Linked DNA regions of Anas platyrhynchos: region 2 is linked to region 1. The links are chromatin contacts, called in public Hi-C maps. All regions are on one chromosome and are shown on one strand. Each heading gives the region's core, a stretch centred on a gene start, on an enhancer-like site or on the middle of the called end of the contact. The rest is flanking DNA. Distances are from core to core; before and after follow the strand shown. Region 1 holds the start of FAH (fumarylacetoacetate hydrolase). Region 2 holds the start of PEX11A (peroxisomal biogenesis factor 11 alpha).

The links. A called contact is a pair of places that touch in the nucleus more often than the background predicts.
Region 2: a Hi-C map of skeletal muscle shows a contact between it and region 1, with 2.7 times the contacts expected there. The contact joins the promoter of PEX11A here to the promoter of FAH in region 1. A contact is called at or near these places in 2 of 8 Hi-C or Micro-C datasets (skeletal muscle and subcutaneous adipose tissue).

What each region holds. Positions count from the first base shown.
Region 1 is chr11:16,670,341-16,675,176 of IASCAAS_PekinDuck_T2T, forward strand. FAH (fumarylacetoacetate hydrolase) reads right to left here and starts at 2,019. Exons shown (of 14, transcript XM_005027150.6): 1 at 1,763-2,019. The coding sequence starts at 1,843.
Region 2 is chr11:16,944,986-16,949,850 of IASCAAS_PekinDuck_T2T, forward strand. It overlaps PEX11A (peroxisomal biogenesis factor 11 alpha), which reads left to right and starts at 3,487. Exons shown (of 3, transcript XM_072043595.1): 1 at 3,487-3,626; 2 at 4,248-4,363. The coding sequence starts at 3,487. It overlaps WDR93 (WD repeat domain 93), which reads right to left and starts at 3,532. Exons shown (of 15, transcript XM_072043593.1): 1 at 3,269-3,532; 2 at 2,468-2,663; 3 at 1,780-1,844; 4 at 1,104-1,186; 5 at 81-204. The coding sequence starts at 3,532.

The DNA.
Region 1 (4,836 bases), core at 769-3,268:
ACGCCAGCAGTCCACCACCTGAAGGCAAACCCTGGTGTAGATCCTGGTGTAGGAAGAGCTTCCCGTGCATACGGGAGATTGCTGTGGATGCATTTGCCTGCCAGATGCACGCAGACAAACAAAGACCGCGTTCATTTGCTGCAGTCCTCGAAGGGCCCGCGCCAGGCGCGTGCTGAGCCTGCGGTGCCGGAGCAGTGCAGACTGTCCCACTGCAGCTCTGCCACAGCTGGGTGGAAATTATAGAAACACTGCTGCGTTCAAAGACAAAATTTCAATTATTCATGCCTTTAAGCAAGTAGAGACTAACTGGTCACAGTCATTATGAAAAGTAGATTAACGAAATGGGAAAATCATCGATGAAAATCCATGCTATTAAACCTGTTTGTTAGTCTTTAATTTCTAAGCAAGTTTCCAAATGTGATAATAAGTATTTATTCAGCAAACATTCCTGCAGAAAACTCTAGAGGTCACATCAGGTTAATTTGTAACTGGGATAGACAGGAATTACATCGACTGCTTTAACTTGAAATCACTGGAACATTGTGCCACTTTTAAAACGTTATTTTCCCAAATAATTTCTGCCTTTTAATAAGATCTTGGCAAAGATGTTTTCTTCAGCAAACAGTCACTGGCGAAAGTGGAAAAATAATCCAAACTTGTTAGATAACAACACACGCATCTAGGAAGAGATTAAATGAACCATCTCGTTTTATCTTGGGAAAATACCAGATCAGAAAACACAATCTTTGGGCTTAAATTCCTTTTTGAACCTGTATTGATAAGTGGAGACAGCAGCAAGCAGGAGATAATAACAAAGTTTCAGTTCACAATCCTCTAGCTTTTCCTTCCCAGAAATCACTCTCTTCTCCAGGGCACATTTCAGTGGCTCTGGCAGGTCGGGTGTCTGCAGGTCTGAGGTCAGCAGTCAGCCTAACTGGGCTCAGCACGTAGGAACTGGGAGCCACCTTCTTTGGAAAAGGCTGAGCCACGTTTTCTTACGTGATGGATAAAATACAAGGCCTGAATCTGGCTCAAGATGTAGCCTTTGGGCATAGCAGTTAGGACTTTAGCACATTTAACACATTGCTGCAGTGCTTACGCCCAATAAACCACAACTGGTCAGCTGCAGAGATGGAAATGACACAGTTTGTGCCCTGCTTAATGCTTCTGCACCCAGCTCTACCAAACTGATGAAGAGCAAGCACTTAAAATAAAACAGAACAAGGCACTCACTTGAAAATACAGCTATTTCAGGACAGAATTCATTTTCCCCCTATGCTAGTTCATATTGTGCAAACAGGACTGGATGCTACAGAGTTAACGGCAGATGAAATCGGTATTTAATGTGGCTTCTTGAGGGTGAAGGTGTAATTATACCCAGTCACAAAGAGAATGAGGAATTGAGTTCAAAAAAAGTCAGTGCAAACAGTGATGTGAAAGGATCAGATTTAATGATTTTACAAAAACAAACAAAACCCCAACAGTCAAAACCACATAAAAACTCTAGGATGTATTAGCTAAAATACTCGTCGGGAGTACTAACACTTTCCCTTTCTTTTCCATAGTTTCAAGGAAGCTGTCATAAAAATAACCACATTAAGCAAAAAGACAACGTGCCAGCTACTGCTCTCAAACCAGGAAGCCTGCACCCATGTCCCAGCCTGTGAAGTTTTTCCTTATCCCACGCTGCTGGGAATTTCTCCTCTTATTCATAGGCTCCGAACAATTACAACAGCCCAGTGCAACGCATGCTGTTACTCACCTCCTCCTTCGTGGAGAAAACACCATAAGGGAGATTTTGGAGAGGAAAATCTGAGTCCTTGTCTACCTGGATGAAAGACATGCTGAGTGCCAGCAGTCCCTGCTTACGAACCTGCCAGGCTGCTGTGCTCCTACCTGGAAGGAAGAACCTCTCCAGATGTCGCCAAGGGGAGCACAGAAGCACCAAATCCCACCCTCCGTCCTCGGCCCCAAACCAATCGCAGCCCCGTCTCCATCCCACCCCTCTGCCTGCTCCTGCTGGCAGCCGCCGCAGTTAATTAGTGCCAGAGGTTTGCGTGAGTCAGCAGCTGGTAACTGTTCCTGGCGAGAAACAGGCTCTTCCTGCTTGATAAACCCTTCCGTGAAACCAGGGCCGCCTTTTACTGGCTGCATCCTTGCGGGTGGCCGAATCCCAGCAGATGGCTCCAGCCGGCGTGGTCAGAGCAGGGCCACGCTGCTGGTTTGCTTCCCGTGGGTTGCGTACCTGCCAGGGCGACGGCGAGATGATGATGCCCACGTCAGATGGAGCAGGTCTTCTCCCAGGAGCACTGCAACCCTGAGAAAGTTGCACAACTTGCACCTGAAACCGCACTTCACGTGCGTAGCAGTTTTGTAATGCAGTACCCAAGCCCTATTTTCCCCAGATAGCCCCAATTGCTTAAAAACACGTACAAACAACAAAGAAAGAACAGGGAGATTTTTGCCTTTTTCTGCTCCCAGCCCCAGCTTTTTCCTACCCACAGGACATCCATATTCAGGAAAAGTAGTAACCAATGAGGAAATATCTGTGGAATTAAAACTAAATAGCAAAGACCACCCCTTTTCAATAAAAAGTTAGATGGCTTGTGACTGCCAAACCAAAGAACTGAGTCGCTGCTCAACTTTTTAATTTTTTTTTATTTTTTGGCAGAGAAGACTCATTAGAAGAAACACAGCAAGCTGTAGAGCCAGATATTCAGTGTAAGATGACACAACACCATTGACAACCACCCATCTGTGACAGCTCTTCCCTCGTGGAGAAGAAAGCTCACATGGTGCTGTCTGGCATGGGGTCTTATTTAAAACAATACAATTCCTAGCACCGACTCCTGTAAAATTTCCTGTAGGCAAATTCAGTATCTTAGGTGCAACTCCATTCCAATGATTGTTTAAAATGTTTAACACAATGAAGAGGTTTTGTGCCAAGCTTATAGGAACTGTGCATATAACCTTACTCCAAACAAGACCTTGGAAGTATGTATCAAACACTGCGTGCATCTTGAAAAAAACAGATTTATTCAAGTGTTTTGTGGTGCTGTGAATACGCTGGTATTAATTAAAGTGTTCATCTGCTAACCTCAAGCTGATGACAAAATATAAAGCATTACTGGTTATCCAGATTGAGAGGCAGATCAACCACCATGATAACGTGGAGCTAATGCCAAAGCAAACAAAGATGACACAACTCTTATTGTTAGGGAAAGAAGGATTTCCAGTCCAAATGCAAGCTTATTGAAAGATATGGTCCTGATATATATTCTTAACTCCTATCTGCATAAACCAGGCCACAAAGGTTTTTAGGTTGCTTTGAGAATGATGTGTAGAAACAGAATTGCCTAATACTGACCTAGGCCGAGTACTGCCACCACACAGCAAGTCAAGTTTCCTCTTGGCACAGTCACATTTCCTACCATACAATCAAGGGCCAGAAGAGTTGTTGCTTCACAGCAGGCAGTGGTAAAGAGATTATGTGAATTCCAAGGGCAGCCGCTTTCCTACCCTTCCTTCTTCTAGTCTCTCAGATAGCAGAACTTACAAAGCTCAATTCTTTTTCCTCCACTGTTAAACCTACAGCATCTTCTCTGCTTAGCCCAGAAGTGTCACTGTCAGATGAAAGGCAGACTAGAGGGGCATGTATGAAAAAGACACTTTTAGGAAGACAGACCAGAAACAGTGAATAGAGAAGAAATCAAACTGAGAAGGAAAGCAGAGACAGCCATGAAAGAAGATGCTGCTGCTCTTCCCTTGTCTGTGCTAGGTCAGAGAAAATTTAGCAAATGCTGTGAGGAACTGTAAGATCTTTGACCCATAGGAGCAGACCATTACTGAAACTTGCTGGAGTTATTTATACCCTCCTTTACTATTAAAAACACCCACACATGTGTTCCATAAATTGTGATTAAACCATTTTTGCAAGCTCAAGATAGTTCATTATTATTGGGTCCTGCAAATCACTTTCCATAGCTATCTGATAGAGAAAGCTCCTTCTGCTGCGTAGTGTTTATATGCTGAATGTAGTGCTTTATCTACTAATTGCCAGCCATAGCTTTTAAAGAGCATTCAGAATTTTAAAGGATGCAGTCAGCTTTGATTAAAAATTTAACATTTTAAATAAAGCCATGCAATCTCATTTATTTCACAAATGCTCAAAAGCAGCAGGCAAGTCACCAAAGTGAAGTTTCAACTTGGGATCAGTACCATCTGGAGAGGAATTGGTTTTACTTTAGCGTACTGTTATGTTCTGTGATAAGCAACCCTGGCTGAATTTACTGTGCTACTACACAAACCACTCAACCTTTGTCATATGGATGACCAGGATGGATGAATAGTTGAGGCACTGACTCTGATCTGAGAAAACAGGCAGTTGTAACTAAAAGGAAATTAATGAATACCCCTGACAAAATCATAAAAAAAATACCCTCTACCCCCCCCCAAGAGGATTACTTACAAGCCTGTAGATCCACTAAGGAGCGTAGGGACAGTGATTGTGCAGTGTTCAGTGTTGAAACCTACAGATTTCAAACCTCAAAAGAACAGCTCACCAGAGAAACTGTCTCAGGAACCATTCATTCTCTCACCCATCTTCATCTTCAAGGAAGTTTGGGCAGTGCTTCGTCAGACAGTGGATCACAAACCCCACAGCAATATCACTTAGGACGATAGTCACACATGCATGGATCCACAGCCTAATCACTGACTTAAAGCTGGAGACTTTTGCTCTTGTAGGCACGTCCCCAGCTAAAGTTCATTGTCAGACATGAGTGACACTGCAAAGGAAGCGCAAAGAACTCCCTGTGCAGTATGGATCAATATACA
Region 2 (4,865 bases), core at 2,237-4,736, 280 kb after region 1:
GAGCAAGGTTTGGGGAAAGACCTGTAGGCAAAAGGGTATAAGAAAAAAATAGCAGGGAGAGGGGTGGAACTGTTTTGTACCACAGATGTCCAGCTTGACCTCTTCTCCCTGAAAGCCAGCCCTGCTGCAGCTCCTGAGCTCTTCTCTGTCTCCTTCAGCCAGGAATCCTTGGGCAATCGGTAGACCTCCAGCCAAACTTCTGAGCTGCCTGCATTGGGAAACTTTGTTGAGCAACTGGAAACAAGGAGTAAAGGTCTTTCAAGCAAGCACCCTCTGTTATCTTAAATCATTAAAACAAAATGTGGAGAGTTTTTGAAATATAAAATCCCGGTGAACTCCGTGTATCCCACCTCTCCTCCCACTTAGGGCTTCACATACTTGACTAAGACTGACATCACAGCCTGTAGTTCAGCCCCTCAAAGTCCCACAACCACCAAATAAATTCCATGAAGCCACGCAGTCAAAGAATTTGACATGAAACCTCTGAAGTAAAGCAGGAAGTGAGACATGGTTTCACACATTGGCTCACTACAAATGGTTGAGATATATATTTTAATCAATCTTATATAAATCATTCTCAGCACATGTCCAGGCAGGTTCCACCAAAGGGGTCCAGAAAACATGCTAGCAGCAAATGAGTTGGCAGAGGCAGCTGCCATGAAACAACAGCAAGGAGAGTTGGTTGTAGTGTTTTTAGAAACTGTCTCTGTGCTGTCCGGCTTATGTCAGCAGAGAAAGTTCTTCAGGTCTACATACTTGCAGCATAAAAGTGAGCCATGGTGAATCAGAGAAAGAACTGAGGTAAATAATTATGGGGAGAAGAAGAGCCTTCACTTAGCCTCTGCTTCGTTGAGCCTAATGGGAGCTGGGAACTGCACTGACCAGTTCCAATCAGCCAACTTTTGGGATCAGTGCTGATCCATACCAGGCCTTTTGGGAGGAAAGGGAGCGGCAGGAGCACGTCTCTAAGCTGGAAGAGGGACTGGGAAGATTAGGAACAAGATCCCTGGGAACCCAGAATGCTTGGAACATTTCAAAAGCATTGCTGATGGCCCCTGTGCTAGAACACAACAGACGTCATCAAACACACCATGTTCTTGCACTTGCCTTGCAGCAGGACTCCTGCATAATCACCTCCTGAGGACAGCACCACCTCCACACAAGTACTTCGCTTGCTAATATCTTCCTGCCAAACAAAAGCAGGCTGGCGTCAAAGCAAGATCACTGAGTCACAGAGCTCCACGGCCTTGCACAGTTCTCAATAGTGCTGGAAGAACAGAACTGAATATTCTTTCCCAGTAAAGTATCTTGTGCCTAGAGTTTTGTTTCTCAGGTTTCCTCTGGGTTGGCAGGAAGGTCTGGTGGCCCTTAATGCTGCTCTTGCGTGCTCTGTCTAAGCACCTCAGAGATGTTTAGTTTGCACCTTGCATCAGGCTGTCCTTCTGAGGTGTATGTAAGCCATTAGTTCTGAAAAACACTTCCCTGAGACTAGTCTAAATGAAGAATTATTCCTCTGGTTCATATAGGATGGTGTCAGGGACTTCCAGCAGCTACTTTTGTTGCAGACACATCTCTGGGATGTTGGCATGGGATGACTTTGGCACTCAGAGAGCATATGTCACATCACCAGCCAACCTGCATGCTCCTGGCTCAGTGAATGAGCTCTGGTGTCAGCATGTGGCTGCCCATGACATAATTTCCTGAGAGCAATTAGTACTCTTCATGATTGATTATTTACTAGTCCTTACGCAGTGTCTATGCAATTAAATCAGTACTTACCACCTCATTTAAGATCTTAATGAGTAGGAAGCTTTCCCTGTGAAAGCAGAAGAGCGAGACAAGCCCTGGAATAGAAATAGGAAGAGGAAAGTGAACAGATGGTAGCCATGCTCTTGGGAGAGGGCTGTTACAATATCTGCAGGAGAGTGGACAGGACTATGTTTTTGTGTTTTTTTCTGGGCTCAAGGAAGAATATCCCACTGCTTCCAGTGGCTTCCTTATGTCATTACCAGCAAACACTTGATTGTACACAGAGATGGATAAGACAGTCTGAAAAGCACCTCCGCCAGAAATGACAGCTTTCAGACGAATCAACAAACAAACTTATTCACCACAGGGCTGTACAATTACAGGTGCTGAAACAAAGCACAAGCAGGAGGTCACACCTAGCAATGCTTCTTTCCATCTGGTCTAAAACTTACTGCACTTCAGCCTCAGCCCTGCATCTGCCTCTGCTGTTCCAGCAAGGACACCAAACCCACACCCTTTCCTAATCCCAAGGCCCTAGGGCCACTCTATCACCCTACAACCCGTTACCTAACACTCTTTGCAGGGCTTTCTAGGAAATACAACAGCCACGCTCACATTCCTCCTGATTTAGCACTCTTCCATAAAGCAGCTACCAACTCTTCAGCTCCAGAGCCCAGCCATCCACCAGCCAGGTCAGGGAAACCCATGTCACACCTACCCATTTCATCCACAGTGAGCAGGACATGGTGCTCGTTCCCCAAGTCCGAGGAGCGGATGACACAAATCTCTGTCTTGACTGCATCCCAAACACAGACCTGCTTACAGTCGTACATCCTGAAGGCAGCCAGACCCACAGACAGACCAACAAAGATGAATTTTCCAGACACTGACAGGCAATTGGCTGTTCCAGTTACCTACCAAGAGAGGAAAAGATGTGTGCACCCCACCACTACAGATGAGGGGGATACATCAGCCACACCAGCAATAATCTCCTAACCTTTCACCAGTAGCAAAGGCTGATTTGTTCTACAAGGGAGAAGCTTTTGCATGAGCTTTCATCAGAAGAGCAGGGGAAGAAGGTCACATCTCTGTCACAGAGATTGCTTGGTCAGGAATTAGAGAGTTTATTTCTCTCAGAAATAAAAATAACAATAAAATAAAAAGAAAAACCTGCTCACAGCATATTCACTATTACACAAAGCTGAGCTTGCTCATTTGTATGCTACTGACTAATTACCTTCTGGGCTCAACAAGGGTGGAGCAAGCCAAGGAAGCAGAAGGTGAATTTAATGCTCTTTAATACCTGCTTCTTTCTTTTCAGAGAGATGTGATAGATGGGTGGCAAGCAGAACCTGTTGGACAAGCTGAGAAACTGCAGCCCTTTTGAAATGAATCGGGGAGATGGTGGTGGATTCTGAGGAAGGTGATGAACAGAAGGATGTAAAGCCAACTGAATGGATATTCACTAGAGAAACTGGCAAGGTAATTGCTGCTGTCCCTGGTGTAAGGGGCTCTGTACCTGGAATTCAGCTGTAGGAAAGCATTTTGTGGGCTGGCCCTTCAGTTTTTGTGCTTCTCGGAGCGTCTCCCTTCTTTCGATGATTTCCATAGCATTTTCAAAAACCAGCATCACCAGTTTGTTGGCCATCCTGAAGGGCTGAGGCAACACATCGCGTATTCGCTCGGGATCCTGCTGGAAGAAGTCTTCCTCATCATCCTTCAGCCAGTCCTCTTCAGATGGCGGAGGAATCTCCAGGGAATGCTTCCGGACACGCGCGGGCATCGTGCTGCCTCTCGCAGTGCAGAGCACAGCACCGGTGCAGTAACCACAGCAGGTGCAGGAGAACGAAGAATCGCACAATATCTACTTTCATGAGGTAAAGGGGAAAAAAAAGAAAATCTGGTTAATGATAGTTAAGAGGGAAGAGGGTTCCTTTGGGAGTGGGCAGAGCAAAGTTTCTCTGTATTGTTTATTTCTACTTGTTGCATCCCCTCTGTTACTTTGTTTTTGTTCCGCTCTGCGAATATCGGAGGCAAAGACACTGATATTTTACATTAAAAAATAAATAAATAAAGTCAAAGTTTAGGAGTGAGGTGGATAAGATTTATGAAAAAGCATTAAAAGAAAAAAAAAACAACAACCTGGGAGGAGGGGGGGGGGGAAGCTTTTCGCGGTGACACCGCCCCGCACCTGCCCTGCTGTTGCCGGTCGCCATGGCAACGGGCCGGCAGCGCCGCGGCCCGGCCGGGGAAGCAGAGCCCGGAGCGGGGGGGTTCCGGCGGCGGAGCGGGGCGGAGCGGGGCGGAGCGGGAGCGGCCGCCGTTGTGGTGCCGGTGCCGGTGCCGGCGGGGCTGCCCCGGCGCCATGCAGCGCTTCGTGGACTTCACCGAGCGCAGCCAGGGCCGCGAGAGGCTCCTACGGTGAGTGCTCGGCCCTTGTGCCGGGGTCCCCGGGTGCCCGCCGTGCTCTCAGCCCGTGTGTCTGTGGTGTTTTGCAGAGCCACGCAGTACACCTGCATGCTGCTGGGCTATGTGCTGCAGCGGCAGGCCGAGAAGGAGGAGCTGGTGCTGAAGCTGAAGCAGCTGGAAGCCAGCATGAGCTCGGGACGGAAGAGTAAGTGCCGGGGTCCCCGGGGGCGAGCGCCTCCTGGGGACACAAAACCCTTCTGGTGGACTCATGGAGCTGTCAGCATCCTTACCCTGCCTTGGCTTGGCAGGATCTGCACGGCTACAAAGGCATTTGTCGCTCCTCCAGCCTCCTCTGCCATGAGTTGCTGCAGGGAGGGCTGGAGCAGTGAGTTAACAGGCAGGAGTTGAAGTTGTCAGCCCTGTTTTGGGACAGAACGAGGAGTTTTGGCACACCGCTGCCTCACTGCACTCCTGTCAGTCCTCCCAGCAAGGTGGCTTACTACTAAAGATCCCCATCCCCTGAAAAGCACCTCTGAAGAACCATCCTTCAACGTGGCTTCTTACATTTTACTTCACACGACTTTTCTTTAGCACTTACACTCTACTAATTTTTTTCCCCGTCTCTCCTTTTCTTGTGCTCTAACTGTATGCATCACTTTGTTCCATGTCACCCTGTTGGGGTTGTGCTGTTTGTTGCTGTGGTTGTC